2 separate regions of the Macaca mulatta genome follow, and region 2 is linked to region 1. Evidence: chromatin contacts called from public Hi-C data. All regions are on one chromosome and are shown on one strand. The core of a region is the stretch at or near the end of the contact, and the rest is flanking DNA. Distances in the headings are between cores, read along the strand shown.

Region 1 (6,095 bases), core at 1,040-3,539:
TGAAATCCTGTCTCTACTGAAAATACAGAAATTAGCAGGGTGTGGTGGTGCACGCCTGTAGTTCCAGCTACTCAGGAGGCTGACGCAGGGGAATTGTTTGAACCTGGGAGGTGGAGGTTGCAGTGAGCCAAGATTGTGCCACTGCACTCCAACCTGGGCAACAGAGCGAGACTCCGTCTCAAAAAAAAAAAAAAAAAAAAAAAAAAGGAAAAAAAAGAAGTGTTCCTATCCCTAGGAAGGGTCCTTGATACTCTGTTTCTAGACCCTCCTGCTTTCTCAAGGACTTGGTCCTTGCACTATCCCCCTTTGAATCATCAGTTTCCTTCCTATCAACACAGAAACAAGATTTTGTGTCTCATATCTTAGTCTCACTGCTTTGATTCCCCATTTCCCCCTAGATACTGCTCCATTTTTCTTGGGAAGATGGAAAACCTTTTATGGAAAAACGTGTCAAAAGAATGATTTACCCTAGCTGTCCTCCAGTTTTTTAACCCCCAAAAGAGAATCTGTTATAAAGACATGGATAACTCATGGGTAAAAATATAGCTCTTCAAGGTAGTGATATAGCCGAGGTGGGGAGTGGCAGGCCACTTGGAATCCATAGAGTCCTCACTGTCTGCCTTCTCCTCCACATTTCTTGTGTCTCATTCTTCTTTTTCAGTAATGCAGACTCCTCTACACTCCTCGAACAGAGTTTAGGTCTATTGTACCTTGGCCAGAAGAGCAGAGTTGGATAATGGAAAATGCTTACTTGAAGCCTGTGTAACATGGCGAAACTCTGTCTCTACTAAAAATACAAAAAACTTAGTTGGCCATTGTCTTAATCTGTGTGTGCTGCTATAACAAAATCCCTGGAACTAGGTAATTTATAAATTATGGATACTTATTTCTCATGGTTCTGGAGGCTGGGAAATCCAAGATCAAAGCACCAGTAGTGTCTGTGTCTGGTGAGAGCCTGGTCTCTGCTTCCAGGAGGGCACCTTGTTGCTGTGTCCTCACATGGCAAAAGGCAGAGGGGCACAAGGGCAAAGGGCCTAGCTAGTTCCCCCAGCATGCATGTGGTCACTAACACCTTCATGAAGGCACATCCCTGCCCTGGCCCCCTAAAAGTCTTTTTTTTTTTTTTTTTTTTTTTCGAGACATGGCCTTGCTCTGTCACCCAGGCTGGAGTGCAGAAGCATCATCCTGGCTCACTGCAGCCTCGGCCACCCAGGCTCAAGTGATACTTCCACCTCACAAGATTATTTTATTTGATTTTTATAGAGATGGGATCTCTCACTATGTTGCACAGGCTGGTCTCAAACTACTGGGCTCAAGTGATCCTCCTGTCTCAGCCTCCCAAAGAGTTGGGATTAGAGGTGTAAGCCACCACACTCAGACAAAACTTCTTACAAGGACACTAATCCCACCATAAGGGCCTTACCCTCACGACTTCATATAAACTTCCCAAACGCCCTATCTCCTGGGAGAGGAACACCAGTCAGTCCATTGCACCTCCCTTATCTGGCAGACCCCCACCTCTTGCTTTAATTCTGCTCAGGCATCACTTCCTCAGGAAATCCTTGACTAAGCACCTCATATCCCCCACCGCTTCACTCTAAGGTGACAAGGCGGGCTTTAATTCATGTTTTGTGCTTACCTCTTTCATGGCACTTGTCTCTGTTTTGTAATTATCTGTTTCCGGTCTGATTCCCTAACAGGTCGTGAGTCCCTTGAAGGCAAGGCCTTTGTCTCATTCAACTGTGTTCTCCCAAACCCTAGAACACGGCCTGACCCGTGGTAGGCAACCAATGATACTTTTTGAGTGAATAAAACAAAAAGTATTGCCCTCCTTAATAAAAGAAAACCTAGAACCTTCAAGGTTGACATTGGCCTTCGCGTAGCCCAATCACAGCTCTTTGCCCTTGCTGCAAGGACTAAAGGACGCCACGCGGCCGTTGCCTAGTAACTATCGCCGGAGGGAGGCGGGGAGGGCCGAAAGCGCGCCGCCGGCGTCCAATCAGGGCGTGCATTCCGGGAGCCAATAGCAGCTTCGAGAGCTGCTCACCTAGAGCCGACTACACTTCCCGTCATGCCCCGCCGTCCGGGGCTGGGCAGTGGCCGTAAAGCTGTTCGCTCGGTACGACGCGAGTCCCAGCTCAGCGCCTATCCTGGGTCCACGGGCGCTACCGCCCCCCGACGTGAGAGAGCGAAGTTCTCGGGCCGCGCTCCCTCCCTGCCTGGGTGCCCTCCCTCTCCGGGAGCCTGGGTCCCCGGGGCGGTCGCGGCGGCTGCATCCTCAGGCCAGGCCGCGGGGGGAGGGGGCGGCACGGGCCTCCGAAAGCGGGGCCATGGAGCCCAGAGAGTCGGGGAAGGTAGGACTGGAAGGCCCGGGGGCCGCCCGCTCCCTCCCGAGGATCCCTGAGCCGGGCTCGGGCGAGGCGGGGCGGCTCGGGCGGAGGCCCCGCAGATGAGCCAGGCTTGCAGGGAAGGACTCGCCGACCCGCCCTCTGTTCCCGCACTTCGGCGGCCGACCCCGGGAGGGTGGCGGAGAGGAGCGGACGCGCCCGTTCGGTGTTCGCGCATCCTCCCGGAGCTGGCGAGTGGCCGCTGGGTCTATGCTGGGTTGGGTGACCCCCGAGTGTAGCGATGCGAAGGTGCTTCCTGTTTCGCCCACCACCTTCGGCATTTTGAAGAGGCCGGGCTAAGGCTTGGAGTCTGGATCGGACGCCAGTGGGAGCCGCAGGGTGGGACGCTTGAGGGCTTGGCCCTGCCTAGATCCTGCTTCCCAAGAAAGGGCTGAAAGGAGAGGGCATCTGGCATGCTTTTTGCCACTTCTGTTTCTAGGTTATGTACTTCATGGAATATCTGGGCATTGCTTAGAAACCTGTGTCATAAATGGGCTTTGGGCAAGAGGCTTTGAGTTGGAAGAAAAGGTGGAAAGAAAGTGCTTGGGGGTGGAGTTCAGGGATTTGACGGGATTACCAGCGCTTCCAGGCCGTGTCAGCAAAGACCAGTGTGGTTGTGGGCACATTAGCTTGGAGACAGTGGCAGCCTCTTGGGACTAACATCTTTCTGGATGTTGTTTGCTGCCAGTTCTCGAGGATTGTTTCTTATTTGGCACAGAGGAGAATTCTCTCAACAAACGTTTTCCACTGTTTATTGAGTCCCTTAAAAAATTGTCCATTTAATAAACATTTGTAATCTGTGATTTGAATTGAACGAGATGCTGGAAGTATGAGGATAAATAGGAAATGATCACCTTTCTCAAGGAGCTCCCCTGCAGTTTTCACTTCAATAACTTGGACACGCCTGGAAGGGTTGTCCCACACCAAAAGAGAGAAAAGGATAATGTTCTTTTGATGCTGTAGTTTTTCCTGGGAAGACTAGGAAGGACTCTGAATTTCAAAAGAGGTGATTTCTCGCATGAGCATCTCTTCCATCCTCCCTTCCCTCCACAAGCTACAGTGATGCATTTTCCAGACACGGCACCTACAGAGTACAGGGTCCAAGACAAAGCTCAACAAGGCCCAAGAAAAGCTGGAGCTTATGGGCCTTACCCTTTAGAAATATCCCCGGATTGATTTAGATTGAACCTGAATTTGAATAAAGAGGAGCAAAATGTAGGGGGAAGAAGGATTATAAAATATTGGGATTGATATTGGAATCAGTGATTTGAGGTTGATTTCCAAGCTATTCTGTTTAGTCGTAGACTTTCTTAGCCTTTAATGGGAGAAGAGAGAAATACGGTCATGCGCTGTAGAACAAGGTTTCCATCAACACGGCTGTCATGTACATTCCCTGTGACTACAGTGGGGCTGAGAAATTCCTATCACCTGGTGACATCATGATCCCGACCCTGTGTAGGCTTAGGCTAATGTGTGTGTTTGTGTCTTAGTTTTTAACAAAACTTAAAAAGTAAAAAAAAAAAAAAAAATTTAAAATAGAAAACCTCATAGAATATAAAGAAAAATACCTTTTGTTGACGGAATGGTTTGCTAGAAAATAAATAAAAATACAAAAATATTTAAAGAAAAATATTGTACAGATGTACAATGTGTGTTTAGCTAAGCGTTATTACAAGAGTCGAAAGTTTAAAAAATTAAGTTTATAAAACAATTACAATAAGCTAGGGTTCATTTATTGAAGAAAAAAATTTTTAATAAATTTGGTGTAGCCTTAGTGTGCAGTGTTTATAAAGTCTACAGAAGTGTTCAGTCATATCCTAGGCCTTCACATTCACTCACTCACCCACCCACCCACCCACCCAGAGCAACTTCCAGTTCTGCAAGCTCCATTCATGGTAAGTGCCCAATACAGATGTACCCTTTTTTTTTTTTTGTCTTTTCTACCGTATTTTTACTGTACCTTTTCTATGTTTAGATACGCAAATACGTACCAGGTGTTACAGTTGCCTACAGTTTTCAGTACAGTAACATACTGTGCAGGATTGTAGCCTAAGGGCAAAAGGGTATACCATATAGCCTAGTTGTGTAGTAGGCTGTACCATGTAGGTTTGTGTAAGTACACTCTGTGATGTTCCACAATGACAGAATTGCCTAAGGACACATTTCCCAGAACTTATCCCCGTTGTTAAGCAATGCATGACTGTACAAACATTTTGGGAGGTAGAGGAGAAACCTGATTCCTTTTCTGGTCCAACCACTAAGTGAAACCTCAGAAACTGGAAATTTCACCCTTGATTCTAATCTTTATTTTAAGGTGTCTCAGAAAGATGCTCGCCCTTCCCAAATACAGTTGTTTTCTAATATGGGAAATGAGAACTTCATACAAGAATGAAATAAAGTAATTACAAAACCAACTGGCAGTGTAAGATGTATTGCAAATGAATGACAAGGAATAGCGGTGCTGTTCTACAGCTCCACTCTGAACAGCATTTTATGGCTCGGAACTGGGAGACTACCTTGTGAGATAGTGATTTGGTCTATTACTAGACTCTTGGGTGCTGTTTTGTGGTCTTTATTAACTAAAAGCCATCTGAGGCCATTGGATTGATATCCCACATTGAGTGTAGGACATCTTGCCTGTCATTTCCAGAATAATGGATACGGGTCAGACTTTTCCCCACCATGCTCTATCCCGTGATCCTGTTTTATTTTCTTCCCAACCCTTATCACTCAACAAAATTCTCATGTTTATTTATTTATTTACATATTTGTTGACTGTTACATCCCCGGCTAGAACAGTGGAGCAGCTCCTGGCCTTTAATAGAGTCTCATTCAATAGGAATGCTTATAAAATAGCATCACTACAGGAGCCCTTTTGCTGCAAGGTGTGGGTGCTCTGAAGAACACTGCAGCCCGCCCCCTCATGTGCCTCCTGGGAGACTGTGCTGTTGATGCCCCCAAAGAGAAGTCTATATGTGTACTTGTTTCTGTATGTATTTGTTGCCTCAATGTTTCTGTTTCCTGGCCCTCTCTTATCTTTCCTGTACAAGTGACTGATACTCCTTTCTCATTTTTTTCTGAACATGGTTCTATTATTGCACCTGCATCTTAGTTGTCTGTCACCTCCTGATAGATTTTAATCTCATATCTTTGAATTACCATGCACCAAGCACATAGAAACACTTAAGTAATAAATGTGTGTTGAATGAAAAAAATGAATTAAGTGCCTATAAAATACTTTCCATATAACATGGTTGTGGGGAGAAGGGTGGTGTTGATGAAGGAAGTTTTAAAATCAACCAAGCAGCATAGATTTCTTTAACACTGGACTCTAGGGGAGATACAAAGCCTTCCTTGCTCAGGAGAAGGATGAATGCTTGGGCCAGGTGGTTAGGAAATCCTTCCTGAAAGATAACGTGAATCGCAACTTTATGGGTGGGTGGATTCTAAGTCAGTGGGAGGAAGTGGGCAGTCAGGATCTAAAGATTGGGAGTGTAGAGAGAGGAAAGGTGCGAGATAAGCTGGGTGATTGCAGTGATATGAGTGGCTGGAGGAGACGTTCTGAGTTAGGCAATGCACAGAGCTGAAGTTAGAAAGTGGGTTAGATTCAGACTGAGGGGGCTTTGGTGCTAGACTGAGAATTCAGACAGCTTTACCCTGTAGAGAGTGGGAACCGCTAAAATAAAACATCGGGAGATATTCTTTGCA
Region 2 (6,095 bases), core at 1,761-4,260, 35 kb after region 1:
GCCCTGGGCTCACCCCATCAATTTGGGACAGGTTGGGTAGGTTGTAAACCTAAGAAAGCTCCAGAAACAGGCAGGGCCTGGCATACAGGTAGGAATGTTTATTTCAGGGCAATAACAGGAGTGCCAAGGGCTGATAAAACAGTGCAATTGTCATAATATGTTTTCCCACTGCCAGGGGCCCTTGAAGGAAAAACAGGCTCAACCAGTCACAGAGACAACCATGCTCTAGGTCTAGTTCTCCCTGACCCCACAGGCCAGGAGCGCCCCTATTAGATGGCAAGCAAGTAAGGGGCCAAGGTCCTCACCCAGCAAGACTCCCAGCTCCTAATTCCTTCTTGTCACATCCTGGTACAATTCCTTCTACTCCTCATGGCCACCAGAACAATGGGTGGGAGATAGGTGGTCACATCCTTAAATGTCACAGGCCTTACTTGCAAAGACCTGAGCAGAAGCCCTAGGGGTGAGCTGAGAGTGTGGAGGAGACACTGGAGTAGGAAGGAGAAGCCTTGGCCATGTGTTTTGGCTCTTCTACTGATGAGCTGTGTGGGCCTAGGCAAGTTACTTCACTTCTCTGGGCCTCAGTTTTATCACCTGTAAAGCGATAGGATTGCCTCAGAGAGCCTCTAAGATCCCTTTCAGCTAAAAACAAAGTTCTAGAAAATAAATACGTGGTACTGTGGAACTCCGGGGAGCTGTTTGATCGGGTGAATAGTTTACCCATGGAAATGGGGCTCCGGCACAAAGCTGCTCACATCTTCTAGTCAGGCTCCAGGGAACAGCAAGAGCTTGTGGGCCCAGATGAGGCTTTAGTGGTTGGAAAAGGAGCCAGTTCCTGGTTTTAATCCCTTCATGGACCTCAGACTATCACAAAGCTGCCAAACAAATGACACATGCAATCACATGCAAATTAGGACAGAAATGAAACATCAAAAACATGAAAGGAAAGAGAGCTACAGGCTGCTAACATGAGTGGCTGCTCAGGCTCAGCACTGCTTTTGCTTCCGGCCAAAGCCAAGACAAAGGAGCAGAGGCAAGAAAGGAAATACATTGCACTCTACAGCTGTCATTTTATACAGAGATTTTTTTTTTTTTTTTTCCAGAACAAAATTCAAAAAAGTCCATCTTTTTTGAGCTACGGAACTTTCCTGGTGCTTTTTTTTTTTTTTTTTTTTTTGAGATGGAGTCTCGCTCTGTCTCCCAGGCTGGAGTATAGTGCTGCGATCTCAGCTCACTGCAAGCTCAGCCTCCCGGGTTTACACCATTCTCCTGCCTCAGCTTCCAGAGTAGCTGGGACTACAGGCGCCCGCCACCTCGCCCGGCTAAATTTTTTGTATTTTTAGTGCAGACAGGGTTTCACTATGTCAGCCAGGATGGTCTTGATCTCCTGACCTCGTGATCCGCCCGCCTGGGCCTCCCAAAGTTCTGGGATTACAGGCGTGAGCCACTGCACCCAGCCCTCATGGTGATTTTTTGAAGGCCTCAATCGACAGCCTCTTAACTCTATCTCCTGGATGCCAAGTGCACCCTTATCCTAGGCCAGTGTTCTCAACAATGCACACACTCTGGATGAGAAAGATAACCATTGTTTACAAGCTAGCTAAACTCTCACCTCCTCTAGGGAGTCTTCCTGGATTTCTCCACCCTCTGAATTCTCATAATGGGCATTTGGCTACCTTGATCACAGGGCTCTTAGAACTGTGCTGGCCAGCATTATGATTTTACCAGAATATATCACTCCTCAACTACTTTAGAAACCCCTCGAAGGCTAAGATGGTATTTTATACCTAACAGTTTGGTGTCACCCCACGCCCACCCCCAACATGCATGAATTTAAAGGATGGATAGTGAGGTTTCAACTATGGAACAGAGAAGGGCGGATGTGACTGGTTCTTGCTTTCAGAAAACCGCCAGGAGCACACATCGCTGACGGGGTCAGTGCAAGGGCAGGCACATTTCCCTTCCGCATCACGTGGGGACTGCGCCTCCCCATGTCATGAAGCCAGGGAATATGTGTGGCCGGCTGCTTAGGGTAGCACTTGTTGCCAGAGACAGCGCCTGGAGGCCACTGGTCTGTAAAAGGGATCTCTACAGAAGATGCGGATTTTTGATTGCCACAGAAGGGATATGTGAGATCCAAACGCCCAAGGAGGAAAGCAGGCTCTTAAGTCTCTTCCAGCCCTGATGGAACAAACTACCGAGCCTTATTATGCTAGGTGTTTTCCACATGCCTATTCATTTAATCCTCCAGGAACCTTGTAAGAACGGCCATCCCATTTTATATTTAAACAAACTGTAGCTACTGACGCAAGGAGTCAGGGATCTAATCCCAAAGCCTCTGCCGGGTTCGCTACAGATGGATGTCCGCGAGGATGCCAGGCCTCCGCCTCCCGCCGGGTCTCTGAACGCCGGCTCGGCCGGTCCAACCTCATTCCGCTTCCCGCCACCGAGACGCGAAGCCCCCGCCTGCCCCCAAACGTCTCTGCGCCGCTGGCGCCTTTCTGGCTCCACCGCCTCCGACCCCAGGCCCCGGTCCCCGCCCGCCGCTCCGCTTGTCCTGGGAGTGAGGAGAACGCGTGCCGAGGACCCGGCCAGTAGGTCGGCGGGCACCGCCCTCCCGCTGCGTCTCTGAGGGCGAGGCCATTGCTCCCGCGTCAGACCCCCGCATGGCCGTCAGGTCCGGGGCGGCCCAGGCTGCGGGTCCGCAGGGCGCTTCGGGCCGAGCCGGCGGGGCGCGTACAGGCAGAGAACGCCCCGAAGACCACTGGGGTGGGATCCCAAGCTCCAGGGGCTTTTGGAAATAAGAATGCGGCATGACGTTGGCTGTGTGGGCTCGGGGCGGACGCGGACGGCCTCACCCCGTCAACCTCGGCGTTTCTCTCGGTCCGCGGCCCCGCTCAGCCAATCAGCGAGTGGGCTCCTAGGCAGGTCTTGAGTGACAGCGCGGCGGGCTGGGTCCGGAGGTGCGCGTGCGCGGACCGGCCCGGCTGATCGCTTTGGGCGCTCGACTCCTGTTGCGCATGCTCAGCGCGCTGCCCGGCCGGGGACCCGCGCATCTGCAGCGCCCGCTGCTCGGCCCTGCATCCCACCTGGGCATCCTGCGTCCGGCCATGACGGCGCACTCATTCGCCCTCCCGGTCATCATCTTCACCACGTTCTGGGGCCTCATCGGCATCGCCGGGCCCTGGTTCGTGCCGAAGGGACCCAACCGCGGGTAAGGAAGGCGCACAGGCACTGCAGACCTCTCCACTCTGGCCCCTTGGCCGGGCTCTCCCCTCCGCCCCGGGGCGGCGGCTTCCTGCCCAGCAGCGAGCGTCCGCAGGAGGGACGCCAGGAACCCGGACGCCACCTGTGAGGTCTCTCTGCACCTGGGTCTCTGACAGCCGGGAACAGGCAGGAGGTGGGGCGAGAGGGCATATACAGAAGGTAAAGAGAAGAGTGACATTGGAGATGGCTGTCATCCCTCCTGCAGCCAGTAAAGGGCACAGGTGGCACTGACGCAGTTTCTCCACTCCTTGCTAGCTGTGTGACCTGGAGCCAATATCAAGTCTCAGTTTCTTTATGGGTAAAATGGAGATAATGTCGACTCCTGCCTTAAAAGGCTGCTGTGAGGATGACCTGCGGTAACGCATTTAAAACCCCTCGAGTGCATGGCACTTTGTAGGTATGGGATAAGTTTCGCTGGCGTTATTTTTCGAAGGTCCTCTAGCAGATTGCTGCGCCATTCACCAGTTTCTGCGTCATATTATCCTCAGTTGCAAAGCACCCTTCCCTTGACTGCATGTTCCCAGAGGCTGGAGTTTGTCCAATTCACCATTGTCTACCCAGCGCCCAGCCAGGACTGGCACAACCTGCTTAGTAATGTTGAAAAAGGGACCCAGTGCTCCTGTCTCCAGCACCAGCTTGCAGTGCTTTACATCAAAGATCAAGGGCCTGGTTTGGATTAGAGTTAGCTTTGCCCAAAGGCCCTTTGGACTTGTGAGTGCTGCCTTTGTTCTTAAAGACGAGCAAGGCTTGGGATCCCACAGCTTCACTTTGTAAACCATTTTCATGTCTTGCATCTCCTGCTAATCTTGGTGAGTTCTCGCTTCAGTTTGACTGAAATTTCTCCTGCTGCACTTGAAGCTTCTGTCTCTGGTCTTTGAGTACACACAAAGTGGCTAGTCCCTGTTCTCTTTGTAACAAGTCACCGGGCCTCAGAAGTGGCTCACAGGCTGCCTGCTTCTTGTCCTGTCTTCTAGCCTATTGTTTTCCTTCCCCTTGCTCCATGAATTTTGAATTCCACAGACCACTCCCTGGTGGGTTTCCACAAATGCAGCTCTGAGCACTGCCTTTCCGCAACACATCTGCATTAAGATGGAGAAATACTGGGTGGTAGAGAAGGGAGATGAAGGGAAGGATTCTTAAGGCAACTTGGATGTGGTCAAGGTTGGCCTCTCTGTGAGGTGACACTTTCAGTTTTTATTTTCTGGCTTGCTATTCTTACCCTGAGTAGAACTCAGCCTCCTGTGTTCAGGAGGCATCAGGAAGGCCAATGGAAAAGAGCTGACACCAGGAGCTCTTCTTGCTCTGCTCCTGGCCAGGCATTGTGAGGTGCTGGCTGCATCTGTCCTGACCCGTGTCCTCTTCTGCTGCAGAGTGATCATCACCATGCTGGTCGCCACCGCCGTCTGCTGTTACCTCTTGTAAGTACTACTCTCCCCAGCTCAAAATCAGCCAGTTCCTTTGTCCTCCCTCCTTTCTTCTTCACCCTAGCCTGCTCTTCCTTCTGTCCTGGTAGTAAATGCCTTTTGAAAGGCTGAACCTATAAAACAACAGGAGTGGAGGTGGTGTGGAATGGGAAAGAGAGCAGTGGGCCAGAAGTCATGAACCCTGGGCTCTGGATCTGGCTCTGCCCCAGTGTTCTGGCCCTGTGGGCTGTAGTTTTCTCACCTGGGCAAGGAAGGAGTTGGCCACATCAGTGCTGTCTGTGCCTGACTGGGTCACCTGGAGTGATTGTTCAAACAGTTTTCAGGCTGCACCCTAGAGCCATGAAATTACAACTCTCGAGATCTGCACTTGGGAATTCCTGTTGTTCATGAATGCCCCCAGGTGACTGGAATGCAGCCATCTTAGAACCACTAGGTGAGAAGCCAGGCACGGTGGCTCACGCCTGTAATCCCAGCACTTTGGGAGGCTGAGGAGGGTGGATCACAAGGTCAGGAGTTCGAGACCAGCCTGGCCAACATAGTGCAACCCCATCTCTACTAAAAATACAAAAATTAACCAGGCCTGGTGGCGCGTGCCTGTAGTCCCAGCTATTCAGGAGGCTGAGGCAGGAGAATCGCTTGAACCGGGGAGATGGAGGTTGTGGTGAGCCAAGATCATACCACTGCACTCCAGCCTGGGCAACAGAGTGAGAATCCGACTCTAAAAAAAGAACCAGTAGGTGAGAGTAAGTCTTCAAACTTGGGATAGGTACCCTGGGGATATAGAAGAACATTCCCAGGGACTCGAGTACCTGGACAGTGTGAGGGAATCAGTTTCCAGATCCTCAGTGTCCATTGTTTGGTCTCTTGCCAAAACTGCGATTCACAATAGCCAATCCCTCTTTATTAAATTTTTTTAAAAAGGAAAAAGAAAAAGGCCCTGCCCCCGCATCCATCCCAATCCTGCTGTTACATTGCTCCGCGTTTAGATGGTCCTGGCTGCCAACCAAGAGATAAGTTCAAGTTCTAGTTTGCGGGGAGGCCTGTCTTGTGGTTAATTGAGCTGCATTAAGGCTGTTGGGCTTCCCATCTTCCTATGTCTTGTACATTATTTTTATGGGTTAAGCTTGGCATAGTTGGGTGTTCTTAGAACAGTCGAAACAGGACAGGTAAAGTGATGAGATGCTGATTCTTTAAGAGGTAATAGATTCTTTTGAAAGCAACTGGAATATTTTCCAGGGTTGCCAAATTTTTCAAATACATAAGACAAAACCCACTTTCAAAAAATTTACTTGATTGATTTCTGATTTGATGTATGTTATCATAGTTAAAACTATTTTATCTGATTAGATCATGGATTCTTTATTCCTATTAATCAATTCTCTTATTTTACCTTATGTTTTATTGATT

What was found. A called contact is a pair of places that touch in the nucleus more often than the background predicts.
Region 2: a contact with region 1 is called in a Hi-C map of liver, with 3 times the contacts expected there. The contact joins the promoter of ATP6V0E2 here to the promoter of ZNF862 in region 1. A contact is called at or near these places in 3 of 14 Hi-C or Micro-C datasets (fetal cortex germinal zone, fetal cortical plate and liver).

Annotation. Positions count from the first base shown.
Region 1 is chr3:189,642,541-189,648,635 of T2T-MMU8v2.0, forward strand. ZNF862 (zinc finger protein 862) reads left to right here and starts at 2,290. Exons shown (of 8, transcript NM_001266842.1): 1 at 2,290-2,354. The coding sequence starts at 2,331.
Region 2 is chr3:189,676,893-189,682,987 of T2T-MMU8v2.0, forward strand. ATP6V0E2 (ATPase H+ transporting V0 subunit e2) reads left to right here and starts at 3,011. Exons shown (of 4, transcript XM_077997708.1): 1 at 3,011-3,211; 2 at 4,635-4,682. The coding sequence starts at 3,018.